Regions from separate parts of the Pan troglodytes genome. Here all the other regions are linked to region 3. The links are chromatin contacts, called in public Hi-C and HiChIP or PLAC-seq maps. All regions are on one chromosome and are shown on one strand. Each heading gives the region's core, a stretch centred on a gene start, on an enhancer-like site or on the middle of the called end of the contact. The rest is flanking DNA. Distances are from core to core; before and after follow the strand shown. Region 1 holds the start of MMAA (metabolism of cobalamin associated A). Region 2 holds the start of SMAD1 (SMAD family member 1). Region 3 holds the start of ZNF827 (zinc finger protein 827).

Region 1 (2,961 bases), core at 207-2,706, 320 kb after region 3:
TCGGACCTGCGTTTGAGAGACCCCCATTCCCACATGGCAACAATCAGCTAAATGGTAAATGTTTCGAGCATTCACCAGCTCTTTCCATTCTAAATAAAGGTTTTCTTTTGACATCTTCAAATATCTCAAATGGTGATTTACATTTCTTATGGATATGTAAATTTTCATGCTAGTTTTGTCTCTCCTAATAGAATACAGCCCTTAAAAAACCTGTCCTTGTCTTTGACTTTTTAAAAACCTCTTGTTACCCTGAACACAAACCGGTATTTAGTGCAAAATTATTGTAAAAGAATATTCTGAACATTGTAGACAACAGCAAAATGCTGAATAATCCACACAGTTTTTCTGGAAACTTTTGGCTTTCTACCAAGTTGGAAAAGTTTTATTAGTTTATGTTTTCTAAACATATGGATTAGGGTACAACTCTTAAGACAGATAATACAAAATTTTTATATTATTTTGGTTTAGGTCGTCTTTCATTTTCTAATGAGAAATACATATGAAGACAGCATGCCCTCTGCTGAAAGAGATTTAGGCCCTGCCCGGCACGCCATGTGACGGAACCTAGATACTGTTTGTAACTTTTAGTTTGAATCCAACTTTTATATCCTGGATTTTATTTCCCGGAAAAGAGTTTCAATTTCACTCTTTGGTAGGAGTCATAGTGGCTTTCTCTGACGCGGCCTCAGGTTAACCATTTACCGGGTTTGGCAGCGACAAGGGAAGAGCCACCTTAACAAAGCTGCCTTGCTGTGGCTCAGAGATAACCTGAGAAACCTAACCAAGATGAGAATTTTAAAACACTGTTTACGTACAGGGCCTTTTTTTGTTAAACCTTCCATTTGAACCCATTTGCCGACTCCTGCCTGTCCACACATATCCGCACCCCTAACATCAATATTAGGAGAATATTCGATAATACTCTCCTTTTCCTTCCCCCACCCCAAATCCTCCAGGGGGCGCCCCGGAGGACCGCGCTGGCCCCCCGGCGGGAGGGCGGCCGTAGGCGGGAGCCCAGTCCCGACTCCTGGACGCCGCGCGCACTCCCCATACTCACCCGCCCGAAGCCACGGAAGTGCCACCTGACCCCGCCCCTTCCGCCGGATCCTCCCACGCAGGCGCAGCGCCGACTGCAGGCGCGTGGGGCCCGGGGATCGCCTGGGGCCGGGTGGCGGTGCGGGGCATGGCCAGGGTCCCCGTGGACGTGGCCGCGCAGTTCCGGCGTGTGGCGGAGAGCGAGTGAGCGTGAAGGTCTCCCGGCCTGCAGCAGGCTGCGGAAGCTCTGCGCCGGGAAGTTCTCTGGCGGGGGAGGGGAGGGCGGTTTACGTCCTTTGGGGTAGGTTTTGCCCTTTTTAAGATCCACATGAAATCTTTCGCCTCCGAAGTTCGAGGGTAACTTTCGTTCCCTCCTGGCCTTCGCGACACCCTCGAGTCGGACGGAGGCCGAGTCGTGCCCTCACCCCCAGCAGCCTGCGGCGGCCGGGACCCCCGGAGGCCCTTCTTCCGCTCCTTGGAAACTTAAAATGTGGGGTGAGGGAGAGACGCGTTACGTTTGACAGACCGGTGAAATTAAAGACACTCAAGCTTCTCAGAGTGATTTGAAGAAATGCTCAGCGTTCTGCCGAAATATAGTTTTAAGTTTTTAAACCACGGCATGGTTTTTAAAGGCTGAAGGACCCACAGTTTTTTTCTCTTAAAGGGCACCCATTCATTTTGATTAATATTTCTTAACATGCAGCCAAAGCCAGGACTCGGGCTCACTGCTGCAGGGGTGTCCTCGGGAAGTCCCGAGGGGGGAAAGGCGCACAAGCCTGAAATGGAGATGAAAATAAACAGGCATAATATTTGCTACCTCACTGCGTGGGCGGAGTAGTAACTAATTCTTAAAAAACGTCTTAGATAACGTGTAAGTAGTAAAGCCGTTGTATGCTAATCTAGAATTTTTGAGAAAAAATCACCCAAATGTTTGCTATAATGTGATAAAGATAGCATCCATCGGCAGTAGCCAGGATGAAATGACGAGTAGATATGGTTATAAATGGGGCCCATGCAGTATAATTAGTATATGAAACCAAGATGTCAGTCCTCACACAGAATTTGTGTAATGATATGCATTTGGGAGGCTTCAGGCCTTTTCAGCTATTTGATACAGGTTGATTCTTACTGAATACAGAATAATAAAAAATGAATTACTGGTCTCACCATTTTCATTATTACTATTTGGACCAAAAGACTACCACTTTTACTCCAAAGATTGTAGACTCAATAGCCAATGACAGAAAATTAAGCACAAGTCTAAATGAAGCCGAGGATCTAGTAGAAAGAACATAGAATCAGACCTTTCAAATCTCAGCCTATTGAACACAAACAGAATGACAGTTCTTGAGACGGTTTACTTCCTTTCTTTAAACTTGGCGTTGCTCATCTGAACAATTGTTTCGGAAAGGGTTACGTTTGATGAAAGCTCAGTTTGTGCTACCTTAGAAGTGAAGAAGTTTGTTAATTTTAAAATTGAGTTAATCCTTACCTGCTTTTCGTTCTACAAACTCAAACACTTTCATGCATGTCACTTTTTTATTCAGAAGTTTTCTAAACAGTACAGCTTAGGGAACACATTTCCATGGAACATTAGTGTTTTGCAAAATGTTAATAGATGCTTCATGGGAAAAAAATTGCTAGCATCACCAATACTGGCGAAAATATGAACCTGTCATTATGAGACTATGGGAAATACACCTTTGTAGAGCTCTTGCCAAAAATGTTTAACCTGAATCTGATTGTGAGGAAACACTCAGATAAATTCTGAATGTGATTTGTTCGGACTTTTCAATAAGGTTAATAAGGAAGACAATAAAAAAAGGCAGGAGGACTGATCTACATTAAAGACAGCTGTCAACTAGATAGCCTTAAGGATTTAAAAAATTTGAACCTGGGCTGGGCGCAGTGGTTCACGTCTGTAAT
Region 2 (2,700 bases), core at 157-2,656, 460 kb after region 3:
CCTCCTAAAGCACATCAAGAAAACGTTCTCCCTTTAAAGCCTTCATACAGTTTCAGCAACTAGAAAAACAAGCCCACGTCTGTCTCTCACGCCCACCACCCCCACCTTCCTACAGAAACAACCCCGAGAAACACTAACAAAGACAGGGAGCAGAGTAAAGGAACAGTTGTTCAACCGCGAACTCACGAATACACATGCAGTGAGGCAATCGACTCCGGTAAAGGGAAAGGAATGAGACACCAGGAGACGCAGCGGGTGTAGGCGGAAGAGGGGGAAAAAATTACGCGCCGCCGCCAAACCTTTGAATAAATTAGAGGGGATCTCGGTGCGAACTTTCCTTGACCTCGACCCCAAAGAGGCTTGCTGGGGCCGAGAAGAAAACCCGTGCGGGATGTGGAGGGGCCCGGGGCGCCGGGGTCCCCCGCCCGCGAGACCCGCTCCACCAGGCGCCTTGGAGAGCAGCGCCAGCGGTCGTCCTCCAGCTCCCGCAGGGGTCGCCCCGCCGGCGCGGGGGACACAATGGGTCCGCGGGCCGCGCGAACGGGCCTCGGCCCGGCGGCAGCACAGGAGAGATGTGAGGAGCGCGCGGAAGGGGAGCGCGGCCGGGGAGATCCCAGCGCGGTCAGGCCCGGGAGCCGAGGCTCGGGGGCCCGGGAACTGGGCTTCCCACAGCAGAAGACCCAACAAAGACACCAGGGGAGCCCGGCGGGCTGGGCGCGAGAAGACGTGGTAGCAGGTTCGCTCCTCCGAGCAGACGGGAGGCGCCATCATGGGGGGGGGGTCGCGGCCCGCCCCGCGCAGAAAGAGCCCCCTTCCCGCCGCCGCCCGCGCCCCCAGCCCAGCACGACCGCGGCGGCCCCACGCGTGCAGAGACGGCGGCGGCGGCGCTGGAAAGCCCGGGGCGCCGAGGGGAGGGCTGGGACGCGGCATGAAGTGAAAGTTCGGTTCGGGTCTGTTTCGTTTTACCGGGTTGGCGGCGCGCCCGTCCGCGCGGGCGCACGAGTGGCCGGGCGAGCGGGGTCTCGCGGCCCGGGTCCGGACGGCCGGGCGCTGCGCCACTCTCCGCTCCCAGGGTCCCTCCCCGAGCCTCGGCCCGGGTTGAGCCGCTCGGCCTCTCCTTTCTCCGCCCGCCCGCCTGCTTTCTCCTGGAGCCTGGATTGATCTGGTCGCGCTGGCGTCAGGGAGTCGGAGCTGCCCAGCCTCCACTCCTCGGCTGCCAATACCCGGCGCACTCGCCTGCCCGCCCGCTCACACGCTCACCCGCTCACCCGCGCGCCGCCGCCGCTGCCGCGCGACCAGGGATCCTCTCCAAATTCCCGGCCCGGCCCGCGTGAGCGCAGCGCGGCCGGGGCCGGAGGACGGCGCGGGGGAGCGGCCGGAGCCACCCCCTTCTACCGGCAGCCCCACGCCCCGTTTCTTCCTGGAGAAAAAACAGTGTGGCGGCGTTCAGGCTTTCCTAACCCTGCCTTTTTAGTCCCGGTGGAGCGGACTTAGTCCATTATCTGCAAGTGAATTTCGATGTTCCATATGTTTATTTTCTGAAATGTTCATTAACGCTTCCACCGCGCCCACCGAATCGTTCTATAAACGTGGAGTGCATGTTGACAGTTATCTTTCGAGACGCGCCCTTTTATGTCTATCTTTCGTTGCCCCTCACTCACTCTCCAATAATTTGCAGGCCCCAGAAGTTGTACGTACCCAGAATTGGATAGCCTAGTAAATACTGCACGTGGTTATACAAACCCTGAGTCAACAGATGCGTTTTGTGTCAACTCAGGATCCAGTGATTCGAGTAGGTAACCTTGTTGCTCCAAATAATGGCATGCCATAAGGAGATACTGCTTTAGAACTCCACATTTTTGGTCCAATTTCTACAGTCTTTTAGATGATGCCAACTCCCCCGCACTTAACTCTTACCTACCTGATCTGCATAGACATTGAAAATATCTTCTTGCAAGAGTCAACTTTTCTCTTGGCTAACTCTTGAAGCTGCATAAAATCTTGCATAATTACTATAATGTTGAGTTACGTTTAGAAAAAATGATTTTTTTTGAGGAATAAATTTCACATGAAGCAAAAAAAAAAAAAAAAAAAAATCACTCCCAGCAATGTATATCAGAATATGTCTTCTAATTAAATTCCTTTTTCCCTTAACCTATTTGAGCACTTACTGGTCAATTCGTGGGCCTCATCTTATTTTCCCTAAAAGCAGCGTTTGACGCAGTTGATCATTCTCTGCTCCTTAGAACAACAGGAAAGTGAACCTTGTTAAATGCCACTCGGATCAGGCCACTCCTCTGTTGAAAATCCTCCCTTGATAAATAGTATAAAGTATCCCATACAAGAGAACATTATTCAGCCATAAAAAGGAATGAAGTACTGATACTGATGCATGCTACATGGGTAACCTTTCAAAACGTGAAGGGAAAGAAGACAGACCACACATTGTATTCTTCCACATATGTGAAATGCTCAGAGTAGGCAAGGCTATGGAGACAGAAAGTAGATTGGTGGTTTGCATAGGGTTGGGGAAATGAGGAACCTGGGGAGTGACAGCTAAAGGTTATGGGGTGACAAAATTGTTCTAAAACTAGTTTCTGGTGATGGTTGCACAACTCTGTGCATATACCGAAAGCCATTAAATTGCACACTTTAAATGGGTCAATCATTTGGTATGTGAATTTTACCTCAAGCTATTAA
Region 3 (2,700 bases), core at 196-2,695:
GGAGTTGGCAGGGAGGGGTTGAACGTGAGATTTCTCTATCAGTGAAAGACATCTTTTGGGAGATACAGCACTCTTTAAGCTTCACTTATAAAAGTGTGCAATATAAAGCCTTATTATTATTTTTAATAAGGCAGGTCAGAATTTAACCCCCATGGCTCTCTTTAACACCACTGAAGTTGTAAGAATTAACTCAACCTCAAAGAGGCATGAGTTATCCATGTAGGCTTATAGAGTGTCATTTTAATGTTCTATGTCTTTACTGTGCCTCCACTTTCTTTGATGAAAAGGTCTATTTAAAAATTGGTAGGAAAATATTTAACATAATAAGATGATGAGTCAGAGTTTTAAAAAAGCTAAAAAGGGAAGATGTAGTTAAATAATGCACCTTTTTATTTTTTAGCTACATCTGACTCATGACATATAATGTATTCTGCTAAGTTCAAAGTTTCCTCTTACAAAGAGAGTTTTATGAAACAACTCTTCTTCAGACCATTTTTATTTCAATTATAGTAGCAGGTTTTGGAGTTTAAATCATTAACAACCTCTGAGTGAACTTTTATCCAAATGACTGCAAGTCACAAAGAGAACAGTCCTCTTTCACCAAGTACCTTTTGTGTTCGAGTGAGACCCGTCCTTTTCTATTTTCCTTCTTTATGTCTCTCTTTGAAGAAAGATGTGTGATTTGTAAGGTAATGAAAGTATGTATCAGTTAATGAAAACTGCTATATTGGGCTCATAATGCACACTGGAATTGCTTCAGGGTAAACTTCATATACCTGCAGTATATAGCAGGGGAAAAAGTGAATTTCCGAAGTAAAGATTGCTGTGTGCACTCTAGGAGTATCACGTAGCAGTTAAAGCAACCATCAGGGGTGACCTAATCTTATTTTCCTCTCTTTGTCAAGTAGCTGTAATGTTCATTTAGGAGCATTTTTCAGTTTTAACTCCAGTGGACACTCCAAAACTGGGCACTTATTCTGTCAACTGTCAACCAAGTTATTGATTCACCATATGTTGTCTTTTCATTTTTTTTAAATTAGTTTTTTTGGAATGTTTTTGAAGAGTGTGTGGGAGACGATAACCTCCAGATTTAAGGTGATGGGGTAGGGACAAAAGCCTGCAGAATTTCATACAGAACAAAATGTAGCTTAATAAACAAAAGAAAGTTAAGAGAGAAATTTATTTCCTTTTTAAAAATCAGTAAAATAATGAACTAATCGTTGTTTAAAGAGTGGGAAAAACTTTTTTCCCCCTAGATTTGGTGACTAGCGGGATAAATTTGAAGAACTCCATCCCACCCCCGCACGCGCGCCCCCCATTCTTTCCAGACAGAGCGGTTGTAAATCCGAGGCTGAGTCCGCCCTGGGAGCCTTGGGGCACCTTCCTCTTTGCTCTGTGTGTGTGTGTGCGTGCGTGTGTGTGTGTAGCTCTCGCTCTTTCCCTCAGTCTGTGCCTCTGTGTGTGTGTGAGTGTGTGTGTGTGACAGAGAGCGAGAGAGAGAGCGCGAGAGGAGAGAGAGCGAGAAAGAGAGAGAGAGAGCAAGAGAGCGAGCTGTGAGCTGTGCTGCCGCCGCCGCTGCCCTTTGATCCCGACATTAGTGTTAGGGGCTCGGAGACACAGAGCGCGGCCATAGACACCGCCGCACTGGCACTCATTTATTTATACCTCCCATCACACACGCGAGCATAGGACACACACACACTCACACCTATTAGATCCGTTTCCATTGAAGAATATTACGCTCGGGGACAAGCCAGGTGCACGACCAAAAATTTAAAAAAAAAAAAAAGGAAAAAAGAAAGGAAAGAAAAGAAGAAAACCCCTCTTCTGGCTCCAGGAAACAAGCTTCAACCCATTGCACACACCGGAGAAGGGGTTTCCCCCTGCCCGCCCGCCCGCCCCCCAACTACCTCCCCGCTCCTGCCAGTGTCTGCCTCTCTGCCCCCACGGGGGTTTATTTGATCTCACATTAACCAAGGAGGAGAATGTGAGAAAAGGGGGAAAATGCCCAGGAGGAAGCAGGAGCAGCCCAAGCGCCTTCCCTCACGTAAGTCATCCCTTCTCCACCTCCTCTCGTGCCATTTTCTCGCCCTCCCTCTCCTCTTTCCCCTCCGCAGCCTCCTCCGTTGTTTTCTGCATTAGTTTAGGGTTACAGAGGTGAAACTAACAAAGACACAGCCCGGGTTACTCCTCGTTTAGGTCTATGCTGAGGCAGCCATGTTGGTGATGATCAGCCCCGTGCCCTTTCTATTCTCTCTCTCTTTTTCTTTCTTTCTCTCACCCCCCCCCTCTTTTTTTCCTTGAGATTGGGCTTTTTTTTCCCTTTCCCTCCCCTTCCCCCTCCTCACTCTGGGTTGCTGGGGGGAGGGGGCAAGAGAAGGGAGGAGGGGAGTAGTGTGGATGCCGGGGGTTTTATCGGGGGTTTGGTGGGGGGAGGTGGGAGAGGTTGGAATCTTAAAAAAAAAAATTCCTTGTGGATTCCGGCGCCTGAGGGTGCGGGGGTCGGGGCGCGCGGAGGGCTGGGGGCCGTGACATGGCGTTTGGGGGTGTCAGGGAGAGGGCGCGCAGCAGCCGCCGGGTACAGGATCCAGGGAGAGGTCCGTCCCTGGCTAAAGGTTGCGCCGGGGTTGGTCGGCCCCCGAGCCGCCGGCGGCAGCGGCGGCGGCGGCTGGAGCAGGAGGAGGCGGAGGTGGAGGAGGC

Evidence for each region. Hi-C and Micro-C count contacts between places; a contact is called where the count stands out from the background. HiChIP or PLAC-seq counts read pairs in DNA pulled down with a chosen protein or histone mark.
Region 1: a contact with region 3 is called in an H3K4me3 HiChIP or PLAC-seq map of stem cell-derived excitatory neurons, with 2.9 times the contacts expected there. The contact joins the promoter of MMAA here to the promoter of ZNF827 in region 3. A contact is called at or near these places in 1 of 7 Hi-C or Micro-C datasets (stem cell-derived neural progenitor cells) and 1 of 1 datasets of contacts at active chromatin or transcription factors (stem cell-derived excitatory neurons).
Region 2: a Hi-C map of stem cell-derived neural progenitor cells shows a contact between it and region 3, with 5 times the contacts expected there. The contact joins the promoter of SMAD1 here to the promoter of ZNF827 in region 3. A contact is called at or near these places in 1 of 7 Hi-C or Micro-C datasets (stem cell-derived neural progenitor cells) and 1 of 1 other capture datasets (stem cell-derived neural stem cells).

The regions. Positions count from the first base shown.
Region 1 is chr3:147,408,578-147,411,538 of NHGRI_mPanTro3-v2.0_pri, reverse strand. It overlaps MMAA (metabolism of cobalamin associated A), which reads right to left and starts at 1,456. Exons shown (of 7, transcript XM_526697.9): 1 at 1,058-1,456.
Region 2 is chr3:147,268,696-147,271,395 of NHGRI_mPanTro3-v2.0_pri, reverse strand. It overlaps SMAD1 (SMAD family member 1), which reads right to left and starts at 1,406. Exons shown (of 7, transcript XM_054683412.2): 1 at 1,261-1,406.
Region 3 is chr3:147,726,489-147,729,188 of NHGRI_mPanTro3-v2.0_pri, reverse strand. It overlaps ZNF827 (zinc finger protein 827), which reads left to right and starts at 1,445. Exons shown (of 14, transcript XM_016952308.4): 1 at 1,445-2,047. The coding sequence starts at 2,005.